Regions from separate parts of the Anas platyrhynchos genome. Here region 1 is linked to region 2. Evidence: chromatin contacts called from public Hi-C data. All regions are on one chromosome and are shown on one strand. Each heading gives the region's core, a stretch centred on a gene start, on an enhancer-like site or on the middle of the called end of the contact. The rest is flanking DNA. Distances are from core to core; before and after follow the strand shown. Region 1 overlaps UBASH3B (ubiquitin associated and SH3 domain containing B). Region 2 holds the start of UBASH3B (ubiquitin associated and SH3 domain containing B).

Region 1 (3,455 bases), core at 719-3,218, 33 kb after region 2:
CAGTTTATCACAATTCTCCATTTCCTGTTCCCTTTTAGACATCAAACCTAGATACTTCATGTGGCTTTTTTTTTTAACCTTTCCATAGCTAATGGTTAAACCTTTCAGATACTCTTCTGTACAAATTCCAGATCATTTATCTGGACACGACAGGGAATTTTTAATACATAATCTGATATAATAGTCCTGCTGGGAGTTTATAACTTCTCATTGTAACTGATACTGTAACGGCAAAATAATTACACTGCTCACTTTTATCGCTTCTGACACCTGAAGTTGGTAAAGTGAGATAAGGCAGAGGTTAACACAGCGATACCTCATTCTGATTCAGGTATCCCACCTTACTTTGGTGTGCAGGACTCTCAAAAGCATCCACATTTGCCTAAATTTGCTCCTCTGACAACAAGAAGTTGAACAGGCAAACCAAAACCTCCATCACAGCGCTAGGTACAGCTTCACTTGAAATCCAGCAGAGACTCGCTCTAGCTGGGGACTACATGTTTTGAGGACTACACGTTTTGAGACCCACTACAGTTACCCACATTGAAATTCAGACCAGATCTTGCTATTTTTTTTTCTTTCTGATGGAAACTTTGACATTAGCCTCAGTTACTGCTTTAACCGCACACTTCAAACTCTCCGAGGCCAGAGACGGAGACCTCTGCGTGATGTCTCACCCAAGGATGGAGCCTCGAGCACCATGGTGCTCCCAGCCCCACCTGGGGGCTGTTTCAGCCCTGAGTCAGTGGCAAGTGTGCCTCACTCTCTGCTCCATCACCCCTCCTTTCCCCCACGTCCTACAGCACCTCAGGCTTCTCACCCGGGTTTCCACCCCAATAGTGGCCTGACTTGGACCTACCTTGGTGGCAAGAAACAGCAGGCAAGGAAAACTTGCTTGAAACATTGTGAAATAGTTGTGCTATTGAAAACAACCGAGCTTTAAAAAATTCCTGAACAGAGCCGTCTAGAGCAGGAGGCTATTTTGAGCGTCTCTTTTTGCCTTTAACCCAACTATCTCAGCACCCCACCCTTCTTCCTTCCACCTTCCTTAATTTCTTAGACTTCCTTCTCGTTGCTTTGCGTGAGGCTATTTTAGGTGTGGGATTCTGGTTAGCTTCTCGCTGGGCATCTACTTCTCGTTTTCTGTCCCTGGGCTTTGCCTTCTCAGCAAAGCTGCGGGTCCAGTGGTGCACACAACAGGTAGGATCCCCCCATCAGACAGAGCTCACGAAAAAAAAAGAAAAACAGCTGCCTTTCCTTTTAGTAGAAAATTAGCCCATCTCACACAGTGATCATCGTTAGGGGTTTATTACACATGGTCCCGTGAAGCCTTGCCGTGGAGCCCCCAGAGGGGTTTAATTGTGGTGTATTTTCCTCCGTCTACCAAGATGGAAAGGGACTGAAAGAGTGAATTTGGCTCTGCAGGCCCCAAGCTGATGCTCCACTGCCTTTGAACAAAAATCGGGGTGCTTGTTGCTTGCACATAGGTGGCTGGTACGCTACCAACCTCTGTTTTGTCAAGTCAGCACGTTCAGAAGGACCTTCAGACTCCCCCTTTGAGGATGTGCACGACACACAGACCTGAACTCTGGTCTAGCAAGAAGTTTGCATCTCAAGCTTCATCCCAAGACCCAAAGCGAGTAGCTCAAAGCTTGGTTTTCAGTCTTTAGCTATACCATGCTGGCGTTGGCCTGCATTATCCCCACCCATCTGCTCTCTGTTGGGCTGGGAGAACTTCCCCTTGTCTCTGGGCTTTGCTCTGGCTCTGCAGAGGATGTGTCAGCTCTCCGCTGGCTGACACCACAAGGCTCCCACCTACTCCTGGGAGCAGCACATCCAAACCTCCTCGCATCGTACCGAGTGTTAGTCCCAGAAAGTGAAGGCTCGGTGGCTGCAGGGCTGGAGTTCCTGGTACAGCCCAGTGTCACCGACTTCACAGAACAGCAGCTTGCTGGCAAATTGTGCAACTGCACCGCCCCCAAACTTCCTGTTTTGAAACCCCAAGAAGCTGGAAAATGTTAACACCGGCACTTTAAAGTGCTAGTTGTGGCATTTTTTTTTTTCTTCTTCCTAAAGATCGACATGATACTAAAAAAAAATTACGTACAGAGGAGTCGAGCGGGACTGCATGAAGGAACTGGGGGCAGAAAAGCAAGCACACGTCTCTGCAGGGAGCCCTGGGCAGAGCAGAGCATCCCAACAAAACCATGCCCTCCTTCCACGACTTGCTGCGTGATATTCGGCAGCTCATTCCCTCTCAGCATCCCACCTCCATGCATTAGGGTGTACGGGGTGCTCTCCATCACCGTGCCAAGCTTTTTGGCAGCAGGTCCCGGTGCTTCCAGCCGAAGGCGAGCTGTGCTGCTCCGGAGCGGGAGGCGAGGTGACAGATGGAGAGGCAGGTGCTCACAAAGCAGCAGCACCATGTGCCATCACCAGCCACCTGGCCCGTCCTCCCCTCCTGCAGATCCACGCTCTGCCCCAAAACCCAGCCGGGATGGGGAAAAGAGGCCCCAGCCATGGGAGGAGCGGGATGTAGAAAACAGACCCTGCAAATCTCTGTTTCACTCCGGCTCGTTGCTGTTTAGGAAGAGCAGTTAGAAAGAAGAAAGCATCGTGTTTGTCTTGAACACCGCGAGGGAACTTATTTATTTCCAATCAGCATGACAACTGCTTCCTTTTCTGGCTATCACTGCAACTCCAGATGGTACATTTGAGCGTACTCAAACCTCTAACTTGGCTCCATACAAAGACGTCGCCTTCCTGGTTAGCTAAAAGTGTATTAATAGGATTGGGATAAAAGTTCCTGCTCCCCTGTGCTGCGCAGAGTGCTTGAATAATGACATTTTGCTCATTGTGCAGCATCCTGGCGAGTATTTAAGCAAGGTGTTTGAAGGGGACGAGCCTCTGCTGAATGTGACTCAGTTGTAAACACCTTCTATTTGAATTCAGATTCATTTAGATTTGAGTTTCATTTAGATTTTCATTTCCTTTAGATTTGAATTTAGATTCAAATAGAAATTCTCAAATGATTTTGAATTAGACTCGAAATATCTGATTATTTCTGATTCTGTATTTGATTATTTTGTTAAGCCTCGCAGTTCTGCAACCCTTTAAGAGCAGCAGCCATTGCCTGTCTTTATCATCCCTACACCCTTTTCCCAGTGCTTGCTCTGCACCAAAAAGCTGCACTTTCCTCAATCTCCCAGCTGAGGTGGGAGAAAACTTAGGGCAACTTTTTGTACCTGGAGCTGCCCTAGGACTAGCAGGAGGTGACGGTGTGTGACCGATTCGAGCCAGCCCTGTCCCTCCGATGGGACCTGGTGGGGTGGCTGGCGACTGCATGGCCGAGCCTGTGCCTCACTTAAAAGCTGTGCTGTTATTGTTTTAAAGAAAATAATATCCTGTTTCCTTTCTAAACTGTGTATCTCTTGAAAAATGTTAAATGGCTGCTA
Region 2 (3,783 bases), core at 792-3,291:
GAGCAGAGAGAGCCCCCAGCAGCCTGTCGCCACAGGGACTGGCACACGCGCCCAGCTCAGGGCACCCGGAAGCTCTTGCCTTGAAGTCGGGAAAATGATTAACAGCACCCAGTTAAGCACCCAGACTGATCGCTAGGTTCAGGCCAGCAGAGGGAAGGCCACATGAAAAAAAAAGGTCTTGTGTAAAAACCTGACAGTATTTTAAAATAAACCACACATTGCAGTTTGCTTATATGCACAGCGTTTTCACGCCTTTCCATTTTTTCACGCAAAGTATTCTTCTTCTAGGTGACTGCAACTCAATTTTCCAGGTGTTTCTCTTTTTTAATCTGCTTTCCACTTTTTTTTTCACTTTTTTTCCTATTTCATCACTAAGACAGCTTTCATTTTCAGCTTTCAATCAAAAAAAAAGAAAAAAGTGGGAGGCAGCATTGTCTCACCGAACGCATTCTAATGCAGAAAAGCTCAGCCAGATCCAACGCAGAGGCACTCACTAAAGTCACAACGACCAGAGGTGGTTCTCAGCAGGCCCAAAAAAAAACCATTTCCATCAGGTGTGCAGCAACTTTACCTGGTGGACTAACCACAGCGATGCACTCGGCTAGCCTAGGTGTGCAAACATCTTATTTCTTTTCCTTCTCGTGTCTTGTAGCATTGCTGATGCTTCCCGTGGGGTTACCTGTGGCAATTCATCTTCAGGCCCAACCAACAGAATTTCAATACTTTAGCTTGTAGAAAGTGATTTTTTTAATTGATCATACAAATCTGTAGCAGCTAAAGGAAAGGGGTTTGGATCTGGGCAAAGTCCTTGGAAGCTGCATGCTCCTTGCTTTCACCCACCGACTTTATAGCGGGGGCAAAGGAAAGAAGAAGTGTCTCAGCAACACCAGGGGAATTCACAGCGACCTCTGCCCTCCCTGCACCTCTGGGGAAGGCAGCAGAAAGAAGTCCTGAGCACAGATCCGCTGCAGCACAGGAGGGGAACAAGCCCAGAGCTGCGAGAGAACGTTCCTGCCTCCGACACAACAAAATGGGAGCGGGCTGTTTGTTTTCCCTGATGCTAATAATCGCGGTGCTAGGCTTGTCGTCGCCAGCATTGCTTCCTTCCCCAACATAAACTACCGTGTTTTAAAGCGGGGCCTCTTGATTGTTTTTATTTATGTGCAGGGATGGGATTTCAAGCTGTTCTCTACAGCCCTGCGAGCTGGGCCTGCTCTGGGGAGATGAGGGGGTGATGTGCTTGTCTGTCCAAAGGAGGGATGGCAGGGGGCTGTGTGCTGCAGCAGAGGCAGGAGGGGATGGCAGGAGGCACACAAAGGAGAGGCGAGAGCAGGAGGATGTCTCTTGCCAGGAGAGCACACGTGTAAACCCCTGGGTTTGAACTCAACCACATCAACCCGTGATCTGAACCGAAATGCAACCAGGGAGGCAGCAGCGTCAGTCCCACCCAGCCCGGAGGAACACGCAGCTTTTGTGTGGGAGGGCAGCGGGGAGAGGAGCAGAGCTGTGTCCCGGCGGGCTTTAACCGGGGCAGAGCAGTCCCTGCCCTGCAACTGGAGAGCTTTCAGGCCATATATTCCGCGTGGTGGCCTGGAGAGGGCCGAGGAGGATGCAGAAAGGCAGGATGGAGGTGGAAAATCTGGAGCGCGACTCTTTTGCCTCTAAGTAGGTGTAGTTTAACCACCGGTGCTACCATTTCAAAGCCGTGCCAAGCTGCACACTGAGCCCCTGGAGCCCCAGTGCTGTGCAGGGTGCCCGACCTCCCCTCCATTAGGGCAATCCTGTGCCGAGCTTTAGAAAAAAATAAAAAAAATAAATTTCAATAAAACACCAAAACAAACAAAAACATGGGCTCGTGTGCGCGTCCTCCTTGCTTTTTTCAACACCAGCCTGCCCTTCCCCTCCCTGCTCCGGCTGCGACCTCGCTGGCCGCGCACCCTGCCCCTCTCCCAGCGCATCCCCGGAGCGCCGAGGGGGAGCGGGGGCTGCGCTGCGCCCCCCTTAAAGCCCCCTTTTGGGGCTCTCCTCCAGCAGCCGGCTCCAGCCCGGTGCCGGGGCCGCGCCCGCCCGCCCCGGAGGCGGCTTTAAGAGCGGGGGCGGCGGCGGGGGGGGGGTTCTCGGGGCCTCCTGCGGAGCCTCCGAGCGGCCGCGGGGGCTCTGCGCGGCTTTTGCGCGGGGCGCGCACGGGCGGCGGAGGCGGCGGCGGGGCTCGGGGGCGCGGAGAGGAGCGGAGGGGAGCGGAAAAGAGCGGAGGGGAAGGGAGAGGAGCGGAGGGGAAGGGAGAGGAGCGGAGGGGAAGGGAGAAAAGAGCGGAGGAGGGCTCAGCCCCTCGGCCCTGCCCCGGCCGCGGCCCCCGGCGGGGCGCTGCGGGTGTGCATGGCCCTGCGCGGGTGGCGATGGCTGCGTGATGGCCCAGCGCGGGCAGCCCGCCCCGCACGCCATGGCTGCCAAAGAGGAGCTGTACAGCAAAGTCATCCCCCGGCGGAACCGGCAGCACCGCGCGGGGACCATCAAACATGGCTCGTCGCTGGAGATCCTGCTCTCCATGGGCTTCCCCAAAGCCCGGGCGTAAGTGGCGGCTCGGTCTCTTGCTTATTCTTCCCCCCCCCCGCCCTCCTCTCGTCTCGTTTTGGGGTGGTTGAGGGATGCGCGGCCGCGGAGGGGGATGCGCGGCTCCAAGGGGCCGGGGACAGCCGGGGATGCGCTCCCGGAGCCGCCCCGGGGACACGGAACACGGGGAGGTTGCGGGGTCCCGGGGGCGGCAGGTGCCCCCCCGGCAAAGCCTGGGGTCGCCATAAAGGCGATTTTCCGGACACCCCCCCTCCCCTCCCCAAGCTGAAATCAAAGCCCGGCGTTCCTGCGCTCGGTGCTGTCGCCGGGGCGAAACTCGGTCACCCGGGAGATCCTCCTGAATCCACGCACGAGTTGATCTTTCCGAAAGAAAGGGGGACAGAAGGGAATTTCAGGAGTGCAGAGCATTAGGTTTGGTCTTGTCCAGCTGAGAAATGCCCCGGTGTAATCGCCCTGCGTGTGCTTATGCTGGAAATGAATTAGGCAGCAACCTACGGGTAACTTCCTAATGGTTCAGTTTGGAGCGTGGTGACTCCTGAAGCGGGACCGTGGGCTTTAGGATGCAAATGCAGCCAGCCGGCATTTGGAGGTTTCCTGATCTAAGTTTCCCTTTTGTTGCTGATACCAGTCAGAACTCGGTGGCTTTTCAGCCTCGCTGCTGTGTTTTTCCATAAATACAGGGACACGCACATGCAGGTCTAGGGAGAGATGTCAGACTGCCACTGGCACATCCAGAAAATCCCCTGTGTGTTTCCCCTTGTCCTACTTACGCTCCTTAAGTCTGTCGGTGATCTGTAGTTACGTACAGACATTTAACTTTTATACATGATGCCTGCAAATGAAGATGGTAAGAGCCTGGTGGCTTCACGCTCTGCGCTTGTTTGGAGAGACAGACGGGCACCTTTCAGAGTAGCTAGAGGGAAAAAGCAGCCTGGTGCTATGAATGAAACTCGTCCTCACCTGTACGACAGTGCCATCGAGGCTGACCGTCAGCCCTGGGCTCGCCTCACCGTTCGCTGAGGAACAATGTCTGTGGTTCGTATTCTAGCCTGAGAAAAGTAACGTGTGACAAGAAATGAAACCAAAGCCTCGGTGTGCAAGATAGGGAAGGTTAAATGCAGAAAGTGAGACAGAGAGGGGCAAAATATCCTAAGTGCAAAGAATGCTTGTTGCAAATGTATCCCGCCAGCTGGGTAAGGCTGTCTCGGTGCT

Evidence for each region. Hi-C and Micro-C count contacts between places; a contact is called where the count stands out from the background.
Region 1: a contact with region 2 is called in a Hi-C map of subcutaneous adipose tissue, with 2.6 times the contacts expected there. The contact joins the enhancer-like site here to the promoter of UBASH3B in region 2. A contact is called at or near these places in 5 of 8 Hi-C or Micro-C datasets (F1 follicle, liver, skeletal muscle and 1 more).

What each region holds. Positions count from the first base shown.
Region 1 is chr25:7,503,388-7,506,842 of IASCAAS_PekinDuck_T2T, forward strand. All of the region lies in intron 1 of UBASH3B (ubiquitin associated and SH3 domain containing B), which reads left to right. All of the region lies in intron 5 of BSX (brain specific homeobox), which reads right to left. Among named protein-coding and RNA genes, the nearest start is that of UBASH3B, 33 kb to the left of the region's middle. Within about 2 kb of position 1,969, at least 2 of the 8 cell types and tissues checked have an H3K27ac peak or open chromatin away from gene starts, as enhancers often do. A contact at or near this core is called in subcutaneous adipose tissue, where this site is marked.
Region 2 is chr25:7,470,359-7,474,141 of IASCAAS_PekinDuck_T2T, forward strand. UBASH3B (ubiquitin associated and SH3 domain containing B) reads left to right here and starts at 2,042. Exons shown (of 14, transcript XM_027444139.3): 1 at 2,042-2,568. The coding sequence starts at 2,408.